3 separate regions of the Mus musculus genome follow, and regions 1 and 3 are each linked to region 2. The links are chromatin contacts, called in public Hi-C and HiChIP or PLAC-seq maps. All regions are on one chromosome and are shown on one strand. The core of a region is the stretch at or near the end of the contact, and the rest is flanking DNA. Distances in the headings are between cores, read along the strand shown.

Region 1 (4,519 bases), core at 681-3,180, 150 kb before region 2:
AGGAGAGATGAGAGGGGAGGGACTGGGAGGAGAGGAGGGAGGGGTAGATGCATTCAGGATGTAAAGTAAAATTTAAAAATACTGTAAAAAATAATGTGTATGGTGTGTACACACACGCATTCTCATGGATATATGTGCACACACATATACATTATATAAATTTTTAGCATATATATATATATATATATATATATATATATATATATATATATATATCTCATACAGAGGCATGAAGTCTTTACATAAAATGATATCTGGTCTCCCTAGTAAAGTGACCAGGCCATTCTGATTTACCCAGGACTGTCTTCATTTTAAAATAAACCTTGTCTTTCTCAGACCTAAACAAATTGGGAAAGCCAATTACCCTGGAGCCAGGCCTGGCATCTGTCACCTCCCGACCCCAGGATGAAACTGTAAATGAGGCAGTGTTTTTGCAGCTACAGGAATGGAGATGTCCAGAGCACTGTTGGAGGTGATGCACTTGGTCGATCTTGGGCTAAAAGTGATGCTCATGTGTTTTCCACAAGGACACAGTGGACCTTGCAGATGCAAACTACAGCCCTGTTGATAGCCCAAATGACTGACAGTGCTTACCCAAGGTTGGAAACAATCATCTTCAGAGGGCAAAACAGAGGCCTGGGAGAGGTGGACTTTCTAGATGGTTCATCCTGGCTGGGTCTCCAGCTTTGGCTTCTAAGCAGGACCAGGACTTGTCTCCAGCCACCTGGCATCCCTGAGTCCCTTCACAGTCTCTAGAGTTCTAGCCTCCTTGCCACCCTCGGCCACACAAAGGTCTAGCCGGAGGAACTGCTGTGGGTGCAACCAACCTCAGCGTGTCCCCTCCAGGCTGCAGACTAGACTGTCCCTCCAGCTGGCTCCTCCTACCCCCAGTGTACCCTCTTCTCCTCAGAAGGTTCCAAACAGGTTCTCCTGGCCCATCTGCCAGACTTGCTTGGGGCCATTGAGCCTAGCCAGGAGCAGACAAACAGAAAGACTAAGAGAACTAATTGCTATTTTCTCTTGTGCAGTCCTTTTAGCCCTGCCAAAGGAGGATTCTCATGCTGTAGGGACCCTAATCCTGTGCTGATACCTGGAGGTATCCCAGACACTGAATCCTTCTTGCTCATTATCATGGGCCTGCTTCCAAAATCTGTCCCCTTCCAGGATTGTCCCCCCCAACCCCCCTACTGCTCCCCTGAGCCTTCCAGTTCAGGTTTCTTGGATGCCACTTAGACAAAAGGACGGATAGGTTTTTACCTGGGGCCTGCCAAAGCTAAAGAGATAGGAAACCAGGCCAGGCCATTCCATCCCCAGAGAACAGTGAGAGAAGGGGACCTTTGGGGGAGTTTCTCACTTTCTAAACAGAGATCTGGAGTGGAGACTTCCCTGAGGACAGAGGCCTGTCTCCCTCGAGCTTCATGTCATGAGCGATAAGCAAGAGTTACTGAGAATAAGAAAGCAGTTGTGGTTAGCTTTGGGGACAATTCTCCCAGGCCACTGGGTCCCTTTCTGAGAGGGAAAGCAAGGCCTTTGCCTGTTGCCTGTGCAGCTCAGCACCCCCTCTGCAGCCCCACTTTGCCCTCCATCCTGTTCCCATTGAAATAATCACTGGGTAGGCCCAGCCTGGTTGTGTTGCCATGACAACTGCTCTAATTTCTTTTAATCCCAGTGTTCCTTCCTAAAGGGACCTCCCCAAGCACCCCACCCCCACCCCCACCCTAAACCCCTTGCAATGTGTTTTAATTGTAATGACTCCTGGGTTCTCAATAGGTAATGACCGAGTGTGGGGAGCCAGTGTTGGCCTGGCTCCATCCCCAAAGCTGCTTGCCCAGAGGCGCCAGGCAGGGCTCTGCCCCCCAGCACGAGTCCTGGAGAAACCCTGGGCAGGCTGGAGCAGGGTCTTGCCCATGGGGTGTGTGGCCTCAGTGCTAATGAAGACAAGCAGAGGCCTGAGGGGCCTGAAGGGTTAGGCTCTGTGAGGTTCATGCTCTGAGGTCAGTTGATGGCATGTGGCTCCCAACCGCATCTTCTCTCTCATCTTGAAGGGAATCCACGCACCACTGCCTGCTCTGGCCCCAGGCAGTCACGCTACTCAATGCCTCAGGGTTGTCCCCCCCCTCCCTGCCCCCCCCCCCCACTGTAGCTCGCCCTCCTCCCAGCATTCCTGAGACAGACAGGACTCCCTACACTAAACGCAGCTCCAAGGAAGTCTTTCTGGCAAGACAGTATTTGACAGTGCTATTTATTAATAAAATCAGGGTCCTAAGAAGTTTAAAGAAATAAATGTAACTGTGGAGGTCCAGAGCTATCACTTAAACAAAAATATAGCTTGGTGGATAAAGCTCTTGCCTCACAACTGTGGGAATCGATGTAGGGAGAGCATTGGTAATCCCTGGGCTACTATGGTGAGGTAGAGACAGGAAACTCCTGAGCCAGTGAACAAGAGACCCTGCCTCTCTGACCTCCACGTGTTCATCATGAGGCATGCCCAATGGTACCACTCACACAGGCATCAAGAAGCACGTGGATGGATGGATAGATAGAAGGCACACGCATGTGCACACGTGCGCGTGCACACACACACAAGCACATGCGCATGCATAGGAAGGAAGGGAAGGAAAAAAGAAAGTGTCCAGAGTCCCACATAACCCCAGAGTTCACACCCTCTCGCAGGCCACTTCAGGAGACTCAGATGTGCCCCTTGAGCAGCCAGCAGGCCACAGCCTTGCAAGCACCCTGGAATCCTCACTTACTCATTCCCCGCCCCCCCCCCCAACCCCCTGCAAGTTCCGGTTTGCTTGTGCTTGCTTTTCTAACTGGCTCCGATGCCAGCAGCCTCTCCACTAACCACGGAGCAGTGGAGCAGTTAGGAGTAGCCCTGTCCTCTTCTGAAGGAGCTTGCCTGGGAGATGGAAATGCCCCAGTCTGTGCTACCCAGTGTGTTACAGAGCCCTTCCCCCATGAGGGCTCACTTTGCCAGCCTTACGAGTGAGTTGAAATGTGGTTAGGGCAACCAAAAAGGGAACTTTCAATGGTATTTGACGTTTGTAAAAATTTTAATAGCTGCATTACCTTGGCAGCCACCATACTGGGTAACAGAATGCTCCATTGTGAGGTGCAGGCTCTGGACTTTACATGGCCTCTCACTGGGAAGACAATGCAAACCTGAGTGCAGACAGCCTTGGATCTGCTTCCTGGAGACTCTCGTCCCGGGAGACCTGCACTCAGGAAACCCATCTTCCTGGTCTATGCACGTTCTATCTCTCTGGCTGCTGTCCTTCAATGGACTGCTGAGAAGCAAGCAGAGACTCAAGCAGTTTGCCTATGTCTAGGGGAGATAGCTTCATCAGAGGGCCCAAGGGCCAACGCAGGAACCCTCACCAGAAATAGGAAGGTGTGGGGAGCTTGTCCAGGCAAGGTGGCACACACTTGTGATCCCAGCATTGGGAAGGTGGAGACACGAAGATCCCTGTGGGCTCCTGGTGAGGTAGCCTAGCCTACTTGTTTCAATGAGAGACTGCTGCCTCAAAACCAAAACAAAACAAAAAAAAAAAAAACCAAAACCAAAACAAAAAAACAAACAAAAACCCCAACAACAACCCCCCTCCCCCCAAAAAAAATCAAAATAAAAAACCCTGTAGGTGGGTAGTGCCTGAGGAATGAATGTCAGCTAAGGTTGACTTCCACATGCATGCAACGAGCATATGTACAGCTTCCTGTACACACGTGAGCACCTCTACGTGTACACACACACACACACACACACACACACACACACAGAGAGAGAGAGAGAGAGAGAGAGAGAGAGAGAGAGAGCCTAAAATCTGCCCAAGGCCTGAAAGAATTCACACAGTCTTGGGGAAGTGAGTTCCACTGAGTTCACAGGGCCACCAGAAGCCATCAGGTGCTGCCCCAGACAGCTCATTCCTTCCCAGGGATTCCAGCAGACAGGTTTCGGTTGGCGTACCAGTGTTGCAGAGTCCCTTGGTCCCCATCTGTTCCTTCCCTGGCTCTCCCAGGCCACGCTTCCCCTTCTCACACTGAAATATTAGATGTTCAGTTGGGAGTCCAGCAGCAACATATTTCTGAAATTGTGTGTGCATTTTTTTTCCTTCTAATTTAATGTGCCAGACAAGCCTCCGTGTAATTAAAACCAGAAAGGGACCAGACTTAGACAGAGATTTGAAGGCTGTAAAATTCTAGGACAGGTTTATGTAAAGCAATTAAAAAGGGAGTTAAAAATTGTTAAAAAATTAAACACTAATTACTTTTTTCCCCCCTCCTCTCATTTCTGCCGAGTTGTTCTGGCCACGGAGCTTGAAGAAAAATATAAAGGGGGAGGGGGAGAGGGGGAGTTTCGCTTCATTGTTGTAAATCATCATCAGCCAAAGCTTCTCCAAATGTTGCAGCCGATTCCATCTGCTGTCAATTAGCCTAAATCATGCCTTTTCAATTAGAGTGGCTTAGAGAAGTCTGGTAGCGAAATGTGCATGGTGTGTGTGTGTGTGTGTGTGTGTGT
Region 2 (4,414 bases), core at 1,071-3,570:
AAACACAAGGCCCTGAGCTTGGCTCTCCGGCACCCGTGTAGAATGCTGGGCCTGTACCTGGAAGCCCAGGTCTGGGAAGGACAGAAATAGCAGGATCAGTAGAATCTGAAGCATGCTCAGACCAGGGTATGCAGTGGTCTGTCCTAGATAGTGGGGGTAATTTACCGTGGCGTAAGTAGGCAGAGAGAGTATGCAGAGGCCACCCCAGGCCACCTGATGATACAGAGGATCTGTCCTATTGGTACAGTACCTGAATTCCTCTTGCCCCACAGACAGGGAGATGGGAGTCTTTTATCTGGCAATTGTGTGTGTGTGTGTGTGCGTGCACATGCACCATGTTCATTGAGGTAAGAGGTCAACCGCTGGTGTTTCTCAGGAGTTGTCCACAATGTTTTCTGAGACAGGGTCTCTCACTGCTATCCTAGGCTGGCTTTCTATTACTTGGTTTTTGCAAGCCTTGAGCATCATGTCTTTTTATTAAGGTTCTTGGGGGAGTATCAAAAACTCAACTCTTCATCATTGCACGTTAAGCGCTTTATAGCCCGAGCCATCTCCCCAGCAGCCTTATTGGGCAATTTTTTATGCATCTGCTTTGGCTCTTCATCTATTTGTAGCTAAGTTGCCAGTTGAATTCTGAGCTTCTGGAAGGAGAGCAGGAGATGAACCCATCCTCTTGACTGGACAAAGGCAAAGGCTGCGACAGCAATGGCCCCTGCAAGCCCTCTCCTGCTTAATCAGGAAACAAATCACAAGAGGTGGCTAGTTATGTCCAAGTCTCTGACCAGGGGGACTTGGAGGTGACCTGGGCTTCTTGTCATGCCCAGTACTCCGCTGAAATGACTGAAAATGAAGTTGAAGGAACTGTTGCCCAGCTGGAGGGGGGCTGGAGCATTGAGTGAGCATGGTGGCCATGTTCATACTGAATGCCACTGGTCTAGGGTGCAGCTGGTGCACGGGACACGGGGTTCCTTTTATTTTTTTTTAAAGTACCTCATCTGTATCAGGCACTGTCTACTCCTCCACAGCAAGAATTCTGCAGGTAGGTTCTAGATCCATTTTACATTATCAAGAAACTGCTCCTGGACTCATCTTGGTCCCTAGGATGCTCCCAGGCCATAACGCCTGTGACAGAGGGTTGGAACCAGGACTCCATCACCCTCTGATTCCAAAGCTATTCTCTTTCTTCACTGCTCCTTGGGGGTGGGGGGGATTTTCCCTTTGTTTCTCTCTCCTCAGAGGTAGAGCCAGTGGTGAGGGCTGCCTTTGGGAAGGCCAACTGAGGCACCGACAGCCTGATTCCACCCCCAGCCACCCAACACCAGCCCTTCCCCTCCCCTGCCATTTTAACTTGTTTCCTTCAGAGAAAAACATGACTTTTCCCATTGATGGACCTCACAGGCCAACAATGCCTGCCCATTGCACCCCACCCCTCCAAATTAGACTTTAGTACTGACTGGACCTCCCCCACCCCCCCCACAGTCCCCACCCCACCTGCCCTGACCTTCCAACCGGGGAAGTCTCTGCATAACAATGTCTGGTCCTGGCTGCCCAGAGTTACCCTTTGGCTATTAGCACCTAATGAAAATGTAACTGTGTTTAACCCCCCACCGGCTTCCATAGGCCAGGAGCCCAAGTGGGTTTAAGTCCTTTGTATGATAAGCATCTTACTCTCCATGTGGATGGCCCACGGCTTTCTCCCTGGAGAGGACTCTGGGAGCTGTGTATGGCTAACTCAGCTGTCCAGGGGCACAATGGGGAATGTATCTTTTGTGGTATTAACGGCTTTGGGGAGGGGAGAAAGGAGGGTAGGGCTGGTGGGGAGGGGGTGCCCCTGAAGAGGAGGAGAACAATGTGTGAGAAGCTGAGGCTGTGGGTTTCCCACACGGACCGATATGTGCCCCCACCCCCCTCTGGGAGACACAGATCTGCAGCCACCAGCCCACAGCTGATCCCGCCTTGATTGGTTTTTTTTCCCCCCTTCATTGTGCTCTCAAGGGACGAAAATCCTTTTGTGGCGTGAAAGGAGAGGCGTTCCTGCCATCCCCTCCCTCGAACTGATTGGCTATGTCACAAGATGGCCAAATCCACGGGATTAATGTGCGGCTGGCCCGGGCTGGCTGCGGTGTGTGAGGACGGTCCATGTCTGAGTCCACCCCTGAGGGCCAAGCGTGTCTGCTACCCTGGGAGCAGGGGAGGGGGGTATGGAGGGGCAGGGCACTACTTTCTTCATATTTATTATTCTCTCCACCCCTCCAGCCCGGCAGGGATGTTTATTCATGGGCCACATCTGCTGGCTGGCAGGCGACATGTCTCTTGTTAGAAAGAATGCCTGGGAGTCCCCAAGGAGCCAGGAAAGCCGGGCACATTCCTTCAGGCTGGCCTTTACCCTTGCTCTAATGGTCCTGCAGCTTTCTCCACCCACCTGTAACCTTAGCCCTCTTCCCTGCCAGCCTCTAGCCCCTAAGGGGGGCACGCTACCCACCTGAAGATCCTGGGGTCTCCTTTCACCCACTCAGAGCTAGAAGATAACATTCCCGCCCCTGCCTCTGCCCCAGCTTCATATTTTTTATCCCTTCTACCTGAGCCAGCCTAACGCTTCTTGCTTCAGCACCTTCCCACGTAGCCTGCAAGAATAAATCCTACCCAGACTTGTAAAAAACGGCCTAGGCTTCCCCTCTGTCTCTCTTTGTGGGAAGAACACTTCTTTTTCCTGAAGGCTTATATGGGTTTGATATCTTACACAGCACACTGACCCAAATTTTACCTGAAGCCATGATGTTTTGAATCTATGTTATTCTTCTCTTCTTAACCTATAAAGTTCCAGAGTGGAGGGTGGGGGTGGGAAGGCTGGTGTGGTTCAACTATCTGTGGTTCAAGTTTGTCGACTGACCTGTCCCCTGTGCTAACTCTACCTGGGAGCCCTGGGGAGCCATGATCCTGCAGCTGGGGGGTGGGGGATCTGGGGTTTGGTGACAGAAATGAACACATGTAAGGACTGAAGCTTTCTGGTGGATCCCCATATTAAAGGGAGTCTCTTTGGGGTGCTGGGATCACTGCAAACCCACATGGCAAAGGTCTTTTGGGGGTGCTGGGGTCACTCTGGAAGGTGGGCAGCAACTCTTTCTTCCACTGGTAGAGTGACCCTAGGTTTATGGTCAGGCAGCTTCTCTTCACTATGGGTAACATCAGAAAGATGCTTAGACCCCGAGGAAGGACTGATACACCCATGCCTAAACATGGTGGGAGAAGGCACCACACTTTGAGTGTCTTCCAAGCCAATCTGTCTATAGGATCAGCTCCACGACAGTCAGGTTAATGGTGATAAAAATGATTGGCAGCTGGGAATGGTGTTATTGAGTTCTAATGTAATTCATGCAGACTGGGAAATAGCTTACTATGAGGAACAAGGCAAACGAGAGATACAAGGCATTGTACTTTCGTGGACACGCCAGGTCAACATTTTACATATTTTGTAGTATGTATGTGTGTTCATGTGCAAGCGTGTGTGTATGTGTGTGTGTGTGTTTGTGTGTGCATGCGTACATCTGTACATATGCATGTGGAGGTCTCTTAATTTTATCTGGAGGTCACTGATTGAGCTAGGTTGGCTGGCCACTGAATCACAGGGATCCTCCTGCCTCCGCCTCCAGCTCCGCCTCCGCCTCCGCCTCCCCCAGCACTGGAATTATAAGCAAACTCTCATGCTTGAGCTGGGATGCCATCTCCCCAGCCTTGGATTTTGTCTATTTTAGGTGACGTCACAGCAGACAAATTTGTATGTACCTGAAGCCAGGGTGGCACACGGAGAATTGACAGTGGATGCGGGTGCTTCTTACATCCGCCTGTGCGACAGTGTCAAGGGGTGGGAAACACTGAGTGAGACGGCCAACTGCAAGGTGAGACACAGAGAAGGCATCTTTTATGCAGGCTGTGAAGGGTCTGGAAGGTTCTTTGTTGTAGAAGCTAGAAAAATAAAGGGTAATCAGAGAGATATATTACTCCACTGTATCGTTCATACTTCGTCATGACTGGGTAAATGAAATTGTTCAGTCTTAAATCTTAGTTGATATTAGCTACCCTGGACAATGGAAACTTAAGACAAGGGATTGGAAGGGTTAAGTGAAGATTAGGAAAATCCTTACACTTCAGAGAGTCATAGAAGAGATGTAAATGCAGAAAGGGAGGACTGTGGTTTGCAAGCAAACTACTCTCTTTGTGTGTGTGTTCATAAGCATGTGTGAGCATACACACACACACAGAGACACACACACACATACACACATATACATACATGTAAAGAGGTCAGACATTGATGGCTGCTATTTTTCTCTGTTGCTCTCTACCTTATGCTTCAAGAAAGAATCTCTCATCAAGAGCTGGAGAGATGGCTCAGTGGTTAAGAGCACCGATTGCT
Region 3 (4,344 bases), core at 744-3,243, 180 kb before region 2:
CTCCATCCTGTTTCCTTTTTTAACTATCACAGGACAGGAGTGTCTCCAGGATACCACTATGGCTGCTAGAGCACCAGCCTTCATGTCCTTATTAAAACAGAGCGAAGTAAAGATAGATTGGTTTCAAGCTCCTCTAGAGCAGCCTGCCCTGAAGTGCCCCCCCCAAGAGTTTTGCTTGCCTCTCATTGGCCAGCTCTTACATAGCTACGCCTTGCTGCACAGTAGTCCAAACTCCACCACACCAGCAAGACAAACAAACAAATAAGTCAGAGTTCTATCAACAACTAGAAAGGATAGGATAGGTTACTGAGGATGGCAAGAAGCAGCGGCTCTGACTCAAGTCTGAAAGCTGAAACTTTCCTACGTATCACCGCTCCTTCCTTCGGCATCTGCCATTCTCCAGGTGGTTTCTGTGTATTATCTCATTTAATCCTGAGAGCTTTGTAAGGCAGATGATATTATCTTTATTTTGCAAATGACAAAACTAAGGCTTCCCCCCCCCCAACCCCCAGAGATTAGGCCACCTGGCCAAGTCCCTGCTAGCAAATGCTGTCATTTAACAGCCTGCAGCTTCATAGCTCAGCCTGCCTCTGTTACTCTCAGAGGCCTGCCTTTTTCTTACTGAGCCTCCCGATACCGGCTAGTACGTTCTAAGGCTAAATCCTGCCCTGCTGCTAGGAATAAATTCACCTTTCCTGTTACCTGTATCCTCACTCTGGTGCCCTCTTGGAAAAATCTTTGGGGATGATGTTTGTGGGTCTGGAGGGAGGTTGGCCCAGTGGTGTGATGCTTGCCTGGAGTATCTGAAGCTCCAGGGTCCATGACTGTATGGTTAAACATGTCTCTGTGGAAGTATGGGCAGACACGGTGCAATCTGAGGCCAGTTATAGTGCCCTGAAGCGAAGGTATCTACAGTACTGATTCCTTCTGGAACTCCAGGGAGAATCCACTGCCTTCTCTGTTCAGTCCTCAGGACGGCCGAGCTGAGTCAGCCAAGTGCTCCCCTCCAGTCTCACACCTCTCTTCCCTGCGTCCCATCCCCTGCCTCTGTTTGTGACCATAGGTGATGGTGCCGAGGGCTGAACCTGATTATCCAGGTCCGTCTCCTGTCTCAGACTGTTGACATCACCATGCCCACCAGCTCTTTTTGCCATGCAAGGTTACAGGGACCAGAGGGAGAGCACCTTTCAATGTCTTCCTTGTTTTTTCCTTTCCACTGAACGCTTCAACCTGTACATAGACTGGATATGTACTCTGCTTTATGCATGGAAGTTCTAAAAGAGACCAGAAGCCAGGCCTGGCAACTGGTGCTAGTAATCGCAGGACTCAGGAGGCAGAGACAGGAAGATTGCCTGAAGTCCAAGGCTAGTCTATGGCTCCCACTTCAGAGTGCGAGATCCTGTCTCAAAACCTGACACCAAATCAGAGATGAGGGCCAAGGCCATGTGGTGTGTGGCTTGTCTACTCTTGTCATAGAACAGATAGAAAGACAGTCCAGTGTAAAGGGCCAGGGGAGAGGGCCTTAGACGTGAAGACTTCCGCCTGGGTAGAGCGGCTTTGCCAGTAGACCCACGGCACGGGGAGAAGCGTTCGTTCCCTGCAGATACTGTTGTTTTCTGCACAGCGAGCTTCATCAACCTTCCCAGTCACCTCTCAGTACCGAGGCTTCTAAGTCCCCACACCCCTTTCTCTCTCTCTCTCTCTCTCTCTGGCCTGGCAGAGGTAAAGGCTGTAGGAACAGTTTGGTGAGGGGATAAGGGGGGGGCATAAGGGGGGGATGGAGAACTTTCTCATGCTCTAGCCCCACTTCCTCCCCACCCCTTGCCTCACCCCCTCCCCTTGTCTAGTTCTGCCCTTTGAGGGTGATAGTCTGGGGCCCTGTGTGTTTTGCTTCGGATTTTGTTTTGTAAATTCCTCATGGCAGTCCCTCTGCACCGTTGCTGTCAGTTGCACGTCGTTGCCGAGCAACCGGAAGGAAGCCCTGTCACTGCCAATTAATTTGCCAGCTGCGTGGCCTGTCTCCCAGGGGAAAAGGCTTGTGAGGCTCTAGGAAACAGCCCCAAGGCTGGTACGGAAGGAGAGAAGGAACGAGGGAGCATGGAGAATTTTGGGTTTATTTGGTGTGGTTTTGTGTCCAAATAAAAGGTGTGTGGGGAGGGACTGGCCTGTCCCAGATGAAATGTACTACTTGATTTGGGGTCACCTGCAGGACTCTATTTATTTATTTATTTTATTTGTGATTCTGCGGTTGAGACTGTCCCCATCCCCAGCTCTCCTACAAGGAAACCTCATCAGGCATTTTTCCCAGGCTGTCACCCCTTCATCCCACTTATCCCTGGGCATCATGGTGGATGCTGCACCCTGCCTAGAAGACCTTTCTGGAAGGCTGAGCTTCTAGGATCCAAACTCCCTGGACACTCTGTCGGTTACTGATGTCCTGGCTTTTGCTTGTCCAAGGAGGCCTTGATCATGAGACCCCTGTAGACCCCTGCCATGGCCTACAAGGACGGTGCTTATCTGACTGGTTTATGTTTGGATCAAGCATCTCTTTCCTCAGGGCGCTTATGGATGGCCTGCCCACAGTTCTCATCTTGGGTTGATGATGCGTGCTGAGTCTGAGACCTGTATAGCAGTCCCCTTCATGGGCCTACACCGCCTCCAGTGGCCCCGCAAAGTCAGCACTGAAGTGGGGCACTCCCCTTGGGGACTCTGACTTTCTGCTCAGCAGTGTGGATGGTGACAAGTGGGAAGTCTCTTCAAGGAGGGTGAATCTGCCCTCATCTGTTTGCCCTCAGACTGGGAGGTGTTCTGTGCCATCCCCTGAGGGACCCCTATCCATTCTGAGTCAGTTATCCACAGTCTGGGTGCATGGGGGCTGCTGTGGCCATTTTATAGAGAACTAGACCCTGTGGTTCTGGGGCCATGGACGTGTGTGTATGTATGTGTATGTGCCTGTGGTGTGTGTGTGTGTGTGTGTGTGTGTGTGTGTGTGTGTGTGTGTGTATCAGGCTTCTTGGGGATGATCCAGTGTGCAAGGAGTTCCCCAGAGCCAGGTGTAAGCCTCTCTTTCTCCAGCTCCTTGACTACAATTCTATGCCCTGTGTTCAGGCAGTACTAACCAGAATCCTGGGGAATAAAGTAGGAAGAGTGCACTGTTGCGAAAGGAGAGCATGCCACCGTCTAACACTTGCTGTCTTTTGGTCCACAGGCCGAGGAGACTGACCTGCTTATCCATGCTACTTATCAGGAACTGTGGAACCATGGAGAACATGACCCTGGCCCTCCCTTCAGGATCTGCCTGAGATCTGGCTGCCTCTTGAGACACTAGAGCCCTGGATTCAATTGCGGAACATTATGTTGGAGAATATAAACACTTCTAGACTGTGCCGGCATTTGGGAAGGAATAGTCTGTTTTGACTTGAATGAACAAAGACATACGTCTCTGGGCCTGGGGAAGGCTTACCAGCTCAGCTCATCTACTGTCTGGTGGCAAACATGTCCTGGGTACTGCCACTACCCAGGACACTCTTCCTCACTCTGTCCCTGTCCAGTTACCGCACCCTTCCCTGTCTGACCCCGCCTCCTGTGCCCACTCGCCTCTGGACCCAGAGATTCTTCTTGTTTGCTCTATCATCCTTGAGCCGGATACAGGGTGAATAGTTAACCACACTTGGGTTGAATGGGATCTTGATTCTTATTTCTGTTCCTTGGAAAGAGGGGTCAGACTCGGTGCGTGGCACCCGGCCTGGAAGCAGCACAAGACTCCAGAGTGATACATGATCTGCCTGGATGGTCCCAGGGGCTCTTTGGAGGTCAGAGCAAGAGGAGCAGCCTGAGCAGGGGGGCTGAGGAGGGCCGGCACTGGATCACACGCAGGCGTATGTCTGGATAGGCAGAGAGGAACCCACTTTTCATTCCCTCTTCTGTGACACAAATGCAAGGAACTTTGAAGACACTCTTCGGAGGTTGCAATCGGAGATCAGCTTATCCAAGGGCTTCATGTCTGAGCTCTGTTGGTCGTGCCTCCTGAGGACCTCTTTCCTCTACTGTATGCTGATGACACACCCATCCGATGGGAGCTGGAGCCTTGTCTGGTCCTTTCCTCTATGACCCCACGTGTACAGTTGGAAATCCTTCCTAATCATGCCTTGATTCCCCCTTTTCGACTACACTCAAAGATGTTTGAGCTGTTTTATTTGCAAAATGGATGGACAGTTTGTTTATATAAAACAATCCCAGCTTCCTTGTGCTCTATCTGGTGTGTTTGTATGGCTCTTCAGTGACTTTAAAGTGGAGCATTGACCTTGGCCTCTTTGATTCTCCATGGTGGAATAGAGAAGACCT

What was found. A called contact is a pair of places that touch in the nucleus more often than the background predicts. HiChIP or PLAC-seq counts read pairs in DNA pulled down with a chosen protein or histone mark.
Region 1: a Hi-C map of stem cell-derived neural stem cells shows a contact between it and region 2, with 1.7 times the contacts expected there. The contact joins two enhancer-like sites. A contact is called at or near these places in 3 of 484 Hi-C or Micro-C datasets (germline stem cells, nephron progenitors and stem cell-derived neural stem cells), 2 of 115 datasets of contacts at active chromatin or transcription factors (differentiating embryonic stem cells and embryonic hindbrain) and 1 of 9 other capture datasets (embryonic tail).
Region 3: an H3K4me3 HiChIP or PLAC-seq map of embryonic hindbrain shows a contact between it and region 2, with 3 times the contacts expected there. The contact joins two enhancer-like sites. A contact is called at or near these places in 2 of 484 Hi-C or Micro-C datasets (germline stem cells and nephron progenitors) and 5 of 115 datasets of contacts at active chromatin or transcription factors (differentiating embryonic stem cells, embryonic basal ganglia, embryonic hindbrain and 2 more).

Annotation. Positions count from the first base shown.
Region 1 is chr11:113,014,307-113,018,825 of GRCm38.p6, reverse strand. No RefSeq gene overlaps it. Among named protein-coding and RNA genes, the nearest start is that of Gm39467, 120 kb to the left of the region's middle. RefSeq lists an enhancer at 3,865-4,519. Within about 2 kb of position 1,930, at least 58 of the 459 cell types and tissues checked have an H3K27ac peak or open chromatin away from gene starts, as enhancers often do. A contact at or near this core is called in stem cell-derived neural stem cells, where this site is marked.
Region 2 is chr11:112,868,022-112,872,435 of GRCm38.p6, reverse strand. It overlaps Gm46301 (a long non-coding RNA gene), which reads right to left. Exons shown (of 4, transcript XR_001780360.2): 3 at 3,784-3,963. Among named protein-coding and RNA genes, the nearest start is that of Gm46301, 9.4 kb to the right of the region's middle. Within about 2 kb of position 2,320, at least 58 of the 459 cell types and tissues checked have an H3K27ac peak or open chromatin away from gene starts, as enhancers often do. A contact at or near this core is called in stem cell-derived neural progenitor cells and stem cell-derived neural stem cells, where this site is marked.
Region 3 is chr11:113,044,025-113,048,368 of GRCm38.p6, reverse strand. It overlaps 2610035D17Rik (RIKEN cDNA 2610035D17 gene), which reads left to right. Exons shown (of 3, transcript NR_015556.2): 3 at 3,209-4,344. Among named protein-coding and RNA genes, the nearest start is that of Gm39467, 88 kb to the left of the region's middle. Within about 2 kb of position 1,993, at least 71 of the 459 cell types and tissues checked have an H3K27ac peak or open chromatin away from gene starts, as enhancers often do. A contact at or near this core is called in stem cell-derived neural progenitor cells, where this site is marked.